Linked DNA regions of Ovis aries: region 2 is linked to region 1. A link is a contact called in public Hi-C data. All regions are on one chromosome and are shown on one strand. Each heading gives the region's core, a stretch centred on a gene start, on an enhancer-like site or on the middle of the called end of the contact. The rest is flanking DNA. Distances are from core to core; before and after follow the strand shown. Region 1 has its middle 180 kb from the start of TRNAE-CUC. Region 2 holds the start of BCAS2 (BCAS2 pre-mRNA processing factor).

The links. Hi-C and Micro-C count contacts between places; a contact is called where the count stands out from the background.
Region 2: a contact with region 1 is called in a Hi-C map of blood, with 2.1 times the contacts expected there. The contact joins the promoter of BCAS2 here to the enhancer-like site in region 1. A contact is called at or near these places in 4 of 16 Hi-C or Micro-C datasets (blood, skin fibroblasts and tail adipose tissue).

What each region holds. Positions count from the first base shown.
Region 1 is chr1:91,696,534-91,703,022 of ARS-UI_Ramb_v3.0, forward strand. No RefSeq gene overlaps it. Among named protein-coding and RNA genes, the nearest start is that of TRNAE-CUC, 180 kb to the right of the region's middle. Within about 2 kb of position 2,133, at least 7 of the 54 cell types and tissues checked have an H3K27ac peak or open chromatin away from gene starts, as enhancers often do.
Region 2 is chr1:91,958,951-91,965,481 of ARS-UI_Ramb_v3.0, forward strand. It overlaps BCAS2 (BCAS2 pre-mRNA processing factor), which reads right to left and starts at 2,318. Exons shown (of 7, transcript XM_027973457.2): 1 at 2,165-2,318; 2 at 1,966-2,058. The coding sequence starts at 2,257. DENND2C (DENN domain containing 2C) reads right to left here. Exons shown (of 19, transcript XM_060413197.1): 18 at 6,308-6,394; 19 at 3,283-5,250. The coding sequence ends at 5,219.

The DNA.
Region 1 (6,489 bases), core at 883-3,382:
TGAACGGTCAGACCCGCGGGAGAGTGTCCCTGTGCAGCAGAGTGGGAGGCGGCCTCGGTGGCTGTGGACACGCTCCGAGTGCTGCCCCTACATCTGCCACGTACTTTAATTATTGAAGTATAGTTGATTTACGGGCTTCCCTGGTGGCTTCAGATGGTTACAGTGTTCTCTGCTATACAGCAGTGATTCAGTTAAAACTCTTTTTTCATATTTTTCATTATGGTTTATCACAGGGTATTGAATAAGGGCTTTCCAAGGGCAATGCCAAAGAATGTTCAAACTACCGCACAATTGCACTCATTTCACATGCTGGCAAAGCAATGCTCAAAATTCTCCAAGCCAGGCTTCAACAGTACGTGAACCGTGAACTCTCTGATGTTCAAGCTCGTTTTAGAAAAGGCAGAGGAACCAGAGATCAAATTGGCAACATCCGCTGGATCACAGAAAAAACAAGAGAGTTCCAGAAAAACATCTGTTTCTGCTTTATTGATTATGCCAAAGCCTTTGATGTGTGGATCACAATAAACTGTGGAAAATTCTGAAAGAGATGGGTACCAGACCACCTGACCTGCCTCCTGAGAAATCTGTATGCAGGTCAGGAAGCAGCAGTCAGAACTGGACATGGAACAACAGACTGGTTCCAAATAGGAAAAGGATATGTCAAGGCTGTATATTGTCACCCTGCTTATTTAACTTCTATGCAGAGTACATCATGAGAAATGCTGGACTGGAAGAAGCACAAGCTGGAATCTAGATTGCCGGGAGAAATATCAATAACCTCAGATATGCAGATGACACCACCCTTATGGCAGAAAGTGAAGAGGAGCTAAAAGCCTCTTGATGAAAGTGAAAGAGGAGAGCGAAACAGTTGGCTTAAAGCTCAACATTCAGAAAACGAAGATCATGGCATCTGGTCCCATCACTTCATGGGAAATAGATGGGGAAACAGTGGAAACAGTGTCAGACTTTATTTTTGGGGCTCCAAAATCACTGCAGATGGTGACTGCAGCCATGAAATTAAAAGACGCTTACTCCTTGGAAGAAAAGTTATGACCAACCTAGATAGCATATTAAAAAGCAGAGACATTACTGACAAAGGTCCATCTAGTCAAAGCTATGGTTTTTCCAGTAGTCATGTATGGATGTGAGAGTTGGACTATAAAGAAAGCTGAGTGCCAAAGAATTGATGCTTTTGAAGAGTGGTGTTGGAGAAAACTCTTGAGAGTCCCTTGGACTGCAAGGAGATCCAACCAGTCCATCCTAAAGGAAATCAGTCCTGGGTGTTCATTGGAAGGACTGATGCTGAAGCTGAAACTCCAGTACTTTGGATATGAAGAACAGACTCATTGGAAAAGACCCTGATGCTGGAAAAGACTGAAGGCAGGAGGAGAAGGGGACAACAGAGGTTGAGATGGTTGGAAGGCATCACCAACTCAAAGGACAGGAGTTCGAGCAAGTTTTGGGAGTTGGTGATGGACAGGAAAGCCTGGCGTGCTGCAGTCCATGGGGTGGCAGAGTCAGACATGACTGAGCGACTGAACTGAACTGAAGTGGTGCTAGTGGTAAAGAGCACCTGCCAGTGCAGGAGATGCAAGAGATGTGGGTTTGATCCCTGGGTCGGGAAGATCTCCTGGAGGAAGAAATGGCAGCCCTCTCCAGTATTCTTGCCTGGAGAATCCCATGGATAGAGGAGCCTGGTGGGCCACAGTCCACGGGGTCATAGAGTCAGACACAACTGAAGTGACTTGCCATGCACACATGCACAAATAGCTAATAGTTCTCTGCTGCTGCTGCTGCTGCTGCTGCTGCTGCTGCTGCTGCTGCTGCTGCTGCTGCTGCTGCTGCTGCTAAGTCGCTTCAGTCGTGTCCGACTCTGTGCAACTCCTTAGACGGCAGCCCACCAGGCTCCCCCGTCCCTGGGATTCTCCAGGCAAGAACGATGGAGTGTCTTGCCATTTCCTTCTCCTATTTACTCTTTATTACATGAACTCCCCACCCCCACCCCATCTCTCAATCCTCAGTCCCTCTGGGGGAGCTCTGAGCTTCCTGTTTTATTTCTCCCAGGTGCCACACCTGAGGGTAATCCAATGTAGTGATCAGATTAGTCACAAAAGTTTTTTCTCTAAGGGAAGTGGGCAGGCTCTGGCAGCCTTTCATAATAACAGTCTCACGATGAAAGGAAAGCAGTCAGATTCCGAGAACCAGTGCCATTTGCATTTTGCTGTCACGTGTGAGTGTGGTTCAAAGACTTAAATCAGGTGGCTTGCAAAACATTTTGCTCGCTTCTGTTTTTCTGACAAGGACAATCACTGAAATATGCTGCATTTACAGGGCGCCTTTCATCACTTGCCATATCCTCACAGCTCTCCGTCCAAGCTGCTTTGGTTCTCTTTGTCCTCAAGAGAGGGTTTTCCTGCACCTGGGGCTGACTTGTGTCTCAAACTCAGGAGGGGAGCTGGGCCTTGAGGAGGAGCTTGGGAACCATGGGGCCAGTGGCCAGGCCCCAGGGTGTCAGGCCCGAGGCAAGTTTCCCTGGGGCTCCTGCCAGACACATTCTGTGTTCTCCAGGCCATGCCTGACCACCCCGAGGGGGCGGCCCACCTGTGGGCTGGGCACATCATGTCCCCTCCAGACTGGGCCAGAACAGGCTGAGCAGGGGCCTGTGGGGCTGCATTCCTGAGGCCCTGCAGACCACAGCCGCTCCCAGCACTCAGGCCCCCCTAGGCCCAGCTCTCCTGGAGCAGCAAGCTGCTAACTTGTAGCAACAATTTCCAGCCTCTCACCCCTGGCCTCCCCTGAGGGGTCTTCTCTGTGGGGCAGACATCCTACCCCCCAGGCTCCTTCCACATTCTGCAGGATGCTTGCCCTGGGCAAGGCCAAAAGCCTCCCAGCCTTTGGGTGTCAATGGTCTTCAGGAGCCAGAGCGTACTCCCCACCTCCCCTTTACCCCCAGGGTTCTGGTCTCCAGGGCCTCAGAGCCCCAGCTCACAGCCCCACCTCTCCTGGGAGCCCGGGGCAACCAGGAAAGCCAGCTGTGTTAAGAGCTGAGAGTACACCATGCTGAACTTCCAGTCTCTGTCTCAGCATGCTCATATGGTTTCTGTCCTCATCCTCAGGACCTTCCTGTGAACTCGGTAAGCCTGTGCCCACTGTGCCCTTTCCATATAAGAGATACCTAGCTTAGGTCTGAGCTTACATAGCCAGAAACCTTCAGACTCACTTCCTCACTCAAAGGCCAGGAAGCCCACAGTTGCTGCCTCTCTCTTCTCTTGTAACCAAGCAGGACCCTCCGGGGACCTTCCCAGGACAGACCCTTCCCCATATCCTCCACCTCAGCTCCTCTCTGAAATACCTAGGTAACAGTATCTGGTGCCATTTCCTGAGCTGTTTTACAGATGCTAGTTTAGTTCAGTTCAGTTGCTCAGTCATGTCCGACTCTGCGACCCCATGAATCGCAGCACGCCAAGCCTCCCTGTCCATCACCAACTCCCGGAGTTCACTCAGACTTGCGTCCATTGAGTCAGGACCCCCACTAAATAGAAGAACTTAACTACGTGATGACCATGAGCACAGTAGCCCTCAGACCTACTAGTGGCACCTAAGGATTGATAATGTTAACCCCTGTGACCCAGCCCTTTACTTTTACCATCAACCAATCAGAATTGTGCACCAGCTGATCACATACCTTGGGACGTCCTTCCCTGAGCTGATCTTTTAAAATGCTTTCCTGAAGCCCATCAGGGAAGGTACTTTGAGCACTAGTTGCCTGGGACTCCATGCTTGGCGCCCTGTGATTGACGCTGCACTTTCCTTGACCACAACTCAGTGTTAATAGGGTAGATTCACTTTACTGAGGGCAAGAGAGTGGACCCAAGTTTGGCTCAGTAACACTCTCCCAGGCTTGCCCCTCAGAGGGACCCTGAGGGCCATCCTTGGTCAAGAGGGCCTGGGTGAACCATCCAGGTGGGGCTAGCTGAGGCCATTCAGTCTGGAGAGTGGCTAAAGCCCCAGTGCAGGTGGGGCATACACAACGGTGAGAAACTCCCATTCACACAAGACACCTATTGTAATATGTGCTTTATTTGAAAAGAAATAGCTTTTAGAGGGGGCCTCCCTGGTGACTCAGTGGTAAAGAATCCGCCTACCAGTGCAGGAGACATAGATTCAATCCCTGGTCATGGAAGATCCCACATGCCGTGGAGCAACTCAGCCCGTGTGCCACAACTATTGAGCCTGAGCTCTGAAGCCAGGAAGCCACAACTACTGAAGCCCTCACGTCCTAGAGGCCGTGCTCCGCAACGAGAGAAGCCACCGCAAGGAGAAGCCTGCACACTGCAACTAGAGAAAACCCGTGCACAGCAACAAAGACCCAGCACGGCCAAAGACAAATAAAATTATTTTTTAAAATAGCTTTTAGGGACATCTAAACTACACTTGTAACTCATCTACATCTGAGGCTACAAAATGAGCACAATTTATCTAAGAACGGCACATAATGTATATGCCAGCTATCATCTTTAGTCAGCAACTCCATAAGGACCCTGTGAGGCAGGTAATCTTACCATTATCCTCATTTTACAGATGAGGAGGCTGAGGCATGAAACAAGCAAAACACTGTGGGGCCGTCCTGGGTACAAAAGCCCCTCCATGACCCCATTTCTTATTTTTAGAAAAAGGCTTTAGTCTCCTAGGCCTGAAGTCCAAAGAGCAGATTTAAGAAGGTGTTAACAGTGGAAACAGTGTCAGACTTTATTTTGGGGGGCTCCAAAATCACTGCAGATGGTGACTGCAGCCATGAAATTAAAAGACACTTACTCCTTGGAAGAAAAGTTATGGCCAACCTAGATAGTATATTCAAAAGCAGAGACATTACTTTGCCAACTAAGGTCCGTCTAGTCAAGGCTATGGTTTTTCCTGTGGTCATGTATGGATGTGAGAGTTGGACTGTGAAGAAGGCTGAGCACCGAAGAATTGATGCTTTTGAACTGTGGTGTTGGAGAAGACTCTTGAGAGTCCCTTGGACTGCAAGGAGATCCAACCAGTCCATTCTGAAGGAGATCAGCCCTGGGATTTCTTTGGAAGGAATGATGCTAAAGCTGAAACTCCAGTACTTTGGCCACCTCATGCGAAGAGTTGACTCATTGGAAAAGACTCTGATGCTGGGAGGGATTGGGGGCAGGAGGAGAAGGGGATGACTGAGGATGAGATGGCTGGATGGGATCACGGACTCGATGGATGTGAGTCTGAGTGAACTCCGGGAGTTGGTGATGGACAGGGAGGCCTGGCATGCTGCGATTCATGGGGTTGCAAAGAGTCAGACACGACTGAGCGACTGAAATGAACTGAACTGAACTGAATTGAAGCAGGGACTGAGGGAATGCAAAGGAAAAGCAGTCAAACAATAGTTCAGCCATAAAACAGTCCTAGGGATACATACTAACAATCTGATACATGTTTTTGAGTTCTGCAGGAAGTACTACGGTGAGCCCTCATAACATCATAGTACCAAAACCTTTGCCACCTAACACCTCAGTCCGAAAGGCTGAACTAATAGCTCTAACCTGAGTCTTTAATCCTAGGTGAAGGAAAGATTGTATACATACACATAGACTTGTTTTACCTGCCCACCCAGCTACCTGGAAAGAGAGATGACTTCTAAATGCAAAAAAAAAACTCCCCTGGAAAGTATGAGGCTGAGATGTTACACCTCACAGAAATGGTCCAAAAATCAAAACAGGTAGCAGCCATCCACAGCCATGGGCACCAAAAGGGAACTCCTCAAATTTTCTGAGGAAACGATAGGGCAGACAGGGAAGCAAAGTCAGAGACCCTGATGCCCATAAACAAAATGGCTCTAATCCCATCCCTCACGCCTTCTAATGTTATACCCAGATACGCGACTTCCAAGGAGAGCAGGGTGTGAAACAGGGAGAACGAAGGGAACAGTTGACTGATGGTACATAGACCAGAAATTGCTCGTATCTCTCTGACCAATGGAAAACTACTAAAGGGCTTCATGATTCTCTCCATCTGGGGAGAGGTGCAATGGCTATGATTGCTTTCCTGCTTTTTACAGGGAAAGGGCTCCTGGAGACAAGAGTCACTGGGGCCTGTGCCCTTCACATCACCCATAAACTGGGAGGCAATGTCAAGCTTCTGCCTCTTGCTAGTCCAGGCCAGCAATGTGGGACTTGCCCAGGAGAGGACTGGCAAATAGGTTTCACTCAGATTCCCTCTTTCCAGGGCTTCAAATACTTCTTGATCTTCATAGATAGCTTTACTGGATGGATAGAGGCCTTCCCTAGTAGAACAGGGAAGGCAACTGAAGTAGCGTAGCTAAGGCACTCCTAAAGGAAATTACTCCTAGATTTGGATTGTCCCAAGACCTTGGTTTGCTGCTTGCACACAAGGATGTTTCTCTGATTCCTCAAAAGGAACAGACCTTGGGACAAAATGGATTCTAAGTTGATAAGGAAGTTCCCCAAACAA
Region 2 (6,531 bases), core at 1,068-3,567, 260 kb after region 1:
TACTCTAAGAAAATATGGTTATTTAGTTTCCGGTAGAAACTAAGGCATTCTAGATAGAACCCTATGCACAGTGACAGAGTAAAAATTAACAATTAGGGAAGAAAGAAACTACAAATATACAGTACAAGCTGTCTTCAGCCGTGTAACATCAGAGCCCTTACCTAACTCAACGTGACAAGTGACATATCTGAAATTTTAACTTAACTCTCTTCAAAGACTGAGGCAGCACTCACAGGGCTAAGTTATAAAAGGAATTCTAGGCATGGATGGCATACATTAAGCATTCATTAAACTGGCTTAGAACCACTTCATACATTCAGTGATAAATATCTGAATGCCTATTTTGTTTTACATGATGAAAATACAGTGGTGAAGAAGATGAAAAAGATCCCTGTTCATGAAGCATTCTCATCTCAGTTTAGACAGGCCTTCCTCAATCAAACTATCTGAAGTAGTCACCTAGTCACTCTATATCATATTATTACTTTATTTCTCTGTATAGCTTTATCAACAATTTGGTATTTTCTGATTTATCTGTCTCCACACTCTAGAATGTAAACTCTTGTTCTCTAGTTGTTAAATGAACTAATGAAAGAGCAGTTTCAAAGGCAGGTTGAGGAGTGCTTAAGGTCTTGGGCAAATTACGTAGCCTAAGCTCCAGTTTCCCATCTAAAAAATTGGGATATTAAACATATATAGTTTGCACAGTTTTTTTAGGACTGAGATAGTGAGCGCAATATACTATTAGCTCCCACTATAAAATGCACTAGATAATCAGTATACTAATTATAAAGACAGGAAGCATAGAAATAATCAGTATATGAACTATAAAGATAGGAAGCACAGGTTGTATCTAAGAGAGCTAAACACAAAACTGGCTCAAGTATTTAAGTTTGTGACTGAATGCAATTATCTGAAACTTTCAGAAATCAAGCTAATAAGGACTCATTACTGTCCTTAGTTCTTAATGTGGTAACATCTATATTTGGGTAACAACATCTAGAAAAAATCATGGGAAAACAAGTGTGCCAGTAGGAACATCTCTCTCCTACTTAAAACTTAACCATTATTTTTTGGAGTCAGTGATGCTATCCAACCATCTTATCCTCTACCGCCCACTTCTCCTCATCAACTCAATGGACACGACGAGTTTGAGCCAGCTCCGGGAGATAGTGAAGGACAGGGAGGCCTTGGTGCGCTGCAGTCCATGGGGTCTCAGACACGACTAAACAACAATTAGACCCAAAACAGTATTTTGGATGGGCTTCCTTTGTAGCTCAGTTGGTAAAGAATCTGCCTGCAATACAGAACACTCAGGTTCGATTCCTGGGTTGGGAAGTTCCCCTGGAGAAAGAAATAACAACCCCACTCCAGTATTCTTGCCCGGAGAATCCCATGGACAGAGGAGTCTGGCCGGCTACATACAGCCCATGGGATCGCAAAGTGCTGGACACGACTTAGCGACTAAACTACCACCCACAGTATTTTGGTTTCACTTCTAGGCTAAATATCTAAACGGTTTGATATGGTTCACTTAGATATTATTTGTCTCTACAAGCAACGACATACATTAAGTATTTAGGCTTTGAAACAAAGGCCAAAATCCTGTGGCTCTCAGAAGCTTAGGTAATTAGGCTTTTGTGTATTTAAAAAAAGCCTAGATCACTTGTTTTATACTTAGAGGAAGAGGATCCCTTTGAGAATTTACGCAAAAAGACGTAACACTAATTTTTGCATTGTTAGGTCAGTCTGCGGAGCCCTAGGAAGTCTCAGAACCTGTGGGTCTCAGAACTCTGGAGAAGGCTTATCTATGTAGCTATTTTCAACTGACTGACATTACTGACAACAGGGTAAGTGGCAGTGAAGCAGGAACACTTAGCTGGAATTTACAATTCACTTTTAAGTGGCAAAGGCTCCCTATCCAAAAGGGTTCACTGTGCGCTGGGCTCAAAACATCACACTTACCTCAAAAGCGGAATAATCCGGGGCCGTCAGGTAGCTTAGATAGTTCTTCGTAGGTCGGTATCTGCGAGTTTCCTCCTCCACCAACGCCGCAGCCTAAAGACGAGAAGAGGCCAAGGTAGGAGCAGCAGATTGTTAGGCGCTTCTTCCGGCACTATGGGCCAGCGAGCGCTGAGCCAGTTACACAAAACCCTGAACTTACCGCTTCGCGAACACCAGGCGCTTCATAACCCTGATCAAAATACGGCAGCGCATCCACCACAACCTCCCCGGCCACCAAACCAGTGCCCGCCATCCTTAGGTTCACTGGAGTTTTCTAAGTCTGCGCCGGCTCAGGTTCACTTCGATACTCCAGTGCACGACGCTAACGTAATCACGTCACCTGCGCCCGACACTAACGTAATGACGTCACCTGTGCATCTGCTTTGGTGCACGCCCAGTTGCTAATTCTGAGGGCACGCCCGCTAGAAATTGCCCGGCCATTTTTTGTTTTGGTCGGATATGACGTCACTTCGTGGTTTCCCAGAGTCCCCGTTGCGTCTGTTTCCTGTTCCCGCTTGCTGCATCTTTTTGCTGTCGACCGGCAACGAAGTGCGGAGGATTTGGGGCTTTCGGTTTCGACCAGGATGTTGGATAGCATCACTGACTCAAAAAAAAATCTGGGAGTGGAATCCTTTAAAATTTTTGGAGGGAACTGGCTGCAGGATTTGGCGGGGAGAAAGATACTGGGTTCCCACCTCAGCATTACTCCTGTAACCTTCCACCTTCTTCCTTTAAACTTCTTTTCCTTTGCAGTTCCTTCCTGTATTCCCACTATTCTTTGTTCTCGGCGCCCTGAGGAGCTTTGCAGTGAATAAATGCGGGGAGTGGGGTCTAGTCTTCAGTTAAAATTGCGAGGCTTTAGGCCTGCAGAAGGAAATGAACCTGATCTCCCCGCCCCAGGGCGAGATGGGTGATTGCACGTTAATCCCATCTTTTAAAAAGGCCGATTTTTGCCTTCTGGGCGTGTCTAAAATCCAATCATTTTGCCTTTTTACCTTTCGGTAAAGAAGAGCTCTTCTCACTGCCTCCAACCATTCCTGCTATTGCTGATGCCCAGTCTCTGGTCCCTGGCTTCCAGTTCCCTTCGACCAAGCAGCAAAAGACCAAAAATGTAGTAGCACTATACACTGTGCCCGGTGTGCAAATCTACACCCGGACTTCGCCAAGAGCTTGAAAATGTTGGCCACGGTTATCAGGCTTGGTTAATTTAGGACCGTTTATCCTTTACCTACCTTTAGATAAGTGTGTTAGCTATAGATTTAAATGAAGTAAAACATCTTTACAACTTAAGCAATTTTATTTCAAATTCTCCAAGAGATCCATGGTATTTTTTTGTGTTTATTCATTAAAAGATCTGTGAACAATATTTTATACAAATCCTGAGCGATTATCTTACAAATATGTCCAGAATTCGTAATTCTTTACAAAAACAAAACAAAACAGACTTAAGGAAGCAGCTTCAGATAGGGATAAAAATAAGGCTCCCATCCCTGAAGTAAAGGGCTCCTCACAGAGGGATAAACACTCAATTCCCAGTTACTGATTGTTCCCTCAGGGTGGGAGTGTCAGAAGAGACCAAATGGGGAAATGTCTGGTAAAAGTCCCACTGGGGTAAGCTGCTTAATAAACTTTTTTTTTTTTTTTTTTTAAGACACGGGCTCAGTTCTATTTTCTGGACCCAAATCTATAGGAATTGTAGTATACAGCACCCATCTTACATGTTGTCTGCTTCAGATCCATCCACACACACCTGAATGGATTGTAATGACAATACTGCACAAGTCAGTAAGTTGTATCATAACACAACTTACGATGTTTTAAGTTTGAATATTTTTTATGCAGTTAAAGCCATCAGCAGGAGTTGAAGAAAACAAACTGACACTTGCTATAACATTTATCAATTAAAATTACACCATGGCTGACAAATTTCTCTTTCAAATCACGGCTACTTTAGATATTAAAAGTTGGGGTGTTTATGTGGTGTGTGCCCAGGAAATGTCCATATTCTGAGTCCAATTTAGAGAAAAAGTCCAACATTTCTAGAACCAAGAAAAGAGTCTCAGCTGGACACCTGTAGCATGAAGTCCTATATCCTCAGAGCTGCAAGCTGGCTCTGGCACACTTCAGCTTAAAACAGAAAACAAAACAATCTTTTCCAATAGCTATAATCCCACAGAGCCCAATTTTCCATCTGTAGGAATAACCAGCTTTGTTTTAAAAAATGAATGGTCCTGGCTTCAGTTTAAAGTTATTTAAACTCTCTGAATTCCACTTTCTTCATCAATAAAATGAGAGATGCAAACAGTTGATTTAAAACCTAATTAAAGATGACATACACACACGTACCATTCATGGCACAAGATGGACCCTGAAAAACAAGGTAGTTTTCATGCCCTTGAGACAAAATTTTCCTATTATATATTTTTTCTCTTTTGGCCATGTCACACAGCATGTGGGATCTTAGCTCTCAGACCAGGGATGGAAACTGTGTCCCCTGCAGTGGAAGTGTGGAGTCTTATGCACTGAACCACCAGGGAAGTCCCCCTATTAGCTATAATTTCCCAATGTTTAATGTTGATACATGAGGGACAAGCTACCCAAGTGCCACACAATGTGGAAGGAATGTTGTAGGGTATCTATTTTTATAAGATACTCAACAACAGTGTTAATAAATAGGACTTCCATGTGAGATTCCCCTAGCTTTAAACACTTCCCCCCGCCCCTAAAAAAAGAGATGAGTATATTCCTTAAACAGCCCATAGGTTTAAAGCTGCCATGGTATTTCAGTGATGAGAATTATGTGTGAAGAGCTTATGTCCTCTACTTATATCATGCCTCCCTAGTACCTTAAATGCAGCACTTTTCTCACTGTGCTCAACTTTGAGCTGTTTTTAAAAATGCAACACCATGTCCTTCTCTTGTAAAAGACAAGTGTCTTCATAGGCTAAACTCAAAACACAAAGAATGAGCCAAGACTCAAAAGGCCACTTGAAAAAATCTGGAGGCAGACAGACTAAAGGAAGTATAGGTTCCAGACTACTCCCAACAATTCTCCAATGGTTACTACAGCAGCAACAGGAGAATCCTCCTCCAAGAACCTGGCCCACTCTGTAACATTTCAACATTTTGTAGAATACTTCAGGGCATCCTGACTCTTGGAAAAATAGTTTCTTTGGCAGTTTCTGTTCTATTCAGGATGGAGGCGGTCAAAATTTCATTTCTTCTGCAGAAATTTCATTTTACTTCCTAAAGGAAAAAAACAGTGAACTCTCATTAGTTCATTTTTATTTAGGATATATTATTTGATGCAAGGGATTAAACCTAGTCATTCAGAACAGCCCAGGAGTAAGCTGCCATCTCAAGTTATCAGTTGATGTGTTTAACCACCAAAAAACCCAAACCAAACATACACACACAGAACCCCCAAATGTCTAATTGTAGACATAGAAGGAAACTCAGACATCATCTAATCCCGCCTTTTTCAAATCTGACTGCAGTTAAAATCGCTTTTCCTGTTCTCCAGAGATTTCCTGGAGCCTGGTGAGGGGTGGGAGTGGGTTTGATTCATTCTTTTTTTTTTTGCCACACCATGCAGCCTGCAGTGTGGGCTCTTAGTTTCCCGAGAAGGAATTGAATCATGCCAATTGCAGTGGAAGCTCCAAGTTCTAACCACAGGACCTCCAGGGAATTCCCTGAATTTTCATTTAAGTTCCCCAGAGAGTCTAATATTATAGTCACAGCTGAAAACCACTGATCTAATCTAACACTGTGGTATAAAGATGAAGTAACAGCCCCAGGCATAATTTGAAGTGTAAAATTAGAGACTTGCAGAAAATCCTCTTTTGCTTCAGATGCCCTTAACCAGGTTATTTTTAACCTGGAGTGCATGGATGGGCTTCAAGGGGGTCCATGAACACCCTAAAAGTATTTGCAAAATGTGTTTATATACTCCAACGGTATTTTTCTGGGAAAAGGTGCAGTTTTTAATAAGATTCTCCATAGGATGTGGTCTAGAAAAAGATGAACAATTATGATATGCAACATTCTTATACTATGAGGAAGCTTCATCTGAGGAAAACAGTCCCATGGACAACTCTGACGGAGAATCCTAACCGCTGAGAGTCCTGTCATCCTCCAAACACTGTGGAAATAGGGCCATGGTTTCTGGCCACTGTATTTGAGGTTCTATCGTTGATGTGATGGTAAAGCTTTTGTGATGAGGCATGCTTACACAAAAGTTTGTTATCTTGTGTTTTTTTAAACTATATTTATCTAATAATAATAGGAAAACACAGCAACTTACCAAGACTTCGCAAAATTCTATTCACTCCGCTGGGCTCAGACTCAGGAATTGTTTCCAAATACTGGAGCGCCCGGACCTCAAACAAACCTACAAAGAAAACTCATGCTGCTCAAACTGTCATACACTCAAGACTGAAAAAAACTCTGTGCTCATTACCAGTGTACTTCCAGAGCTAAAACAATATAACAAAATAAAATTTTTCCCATAATAAACAACTGATCATG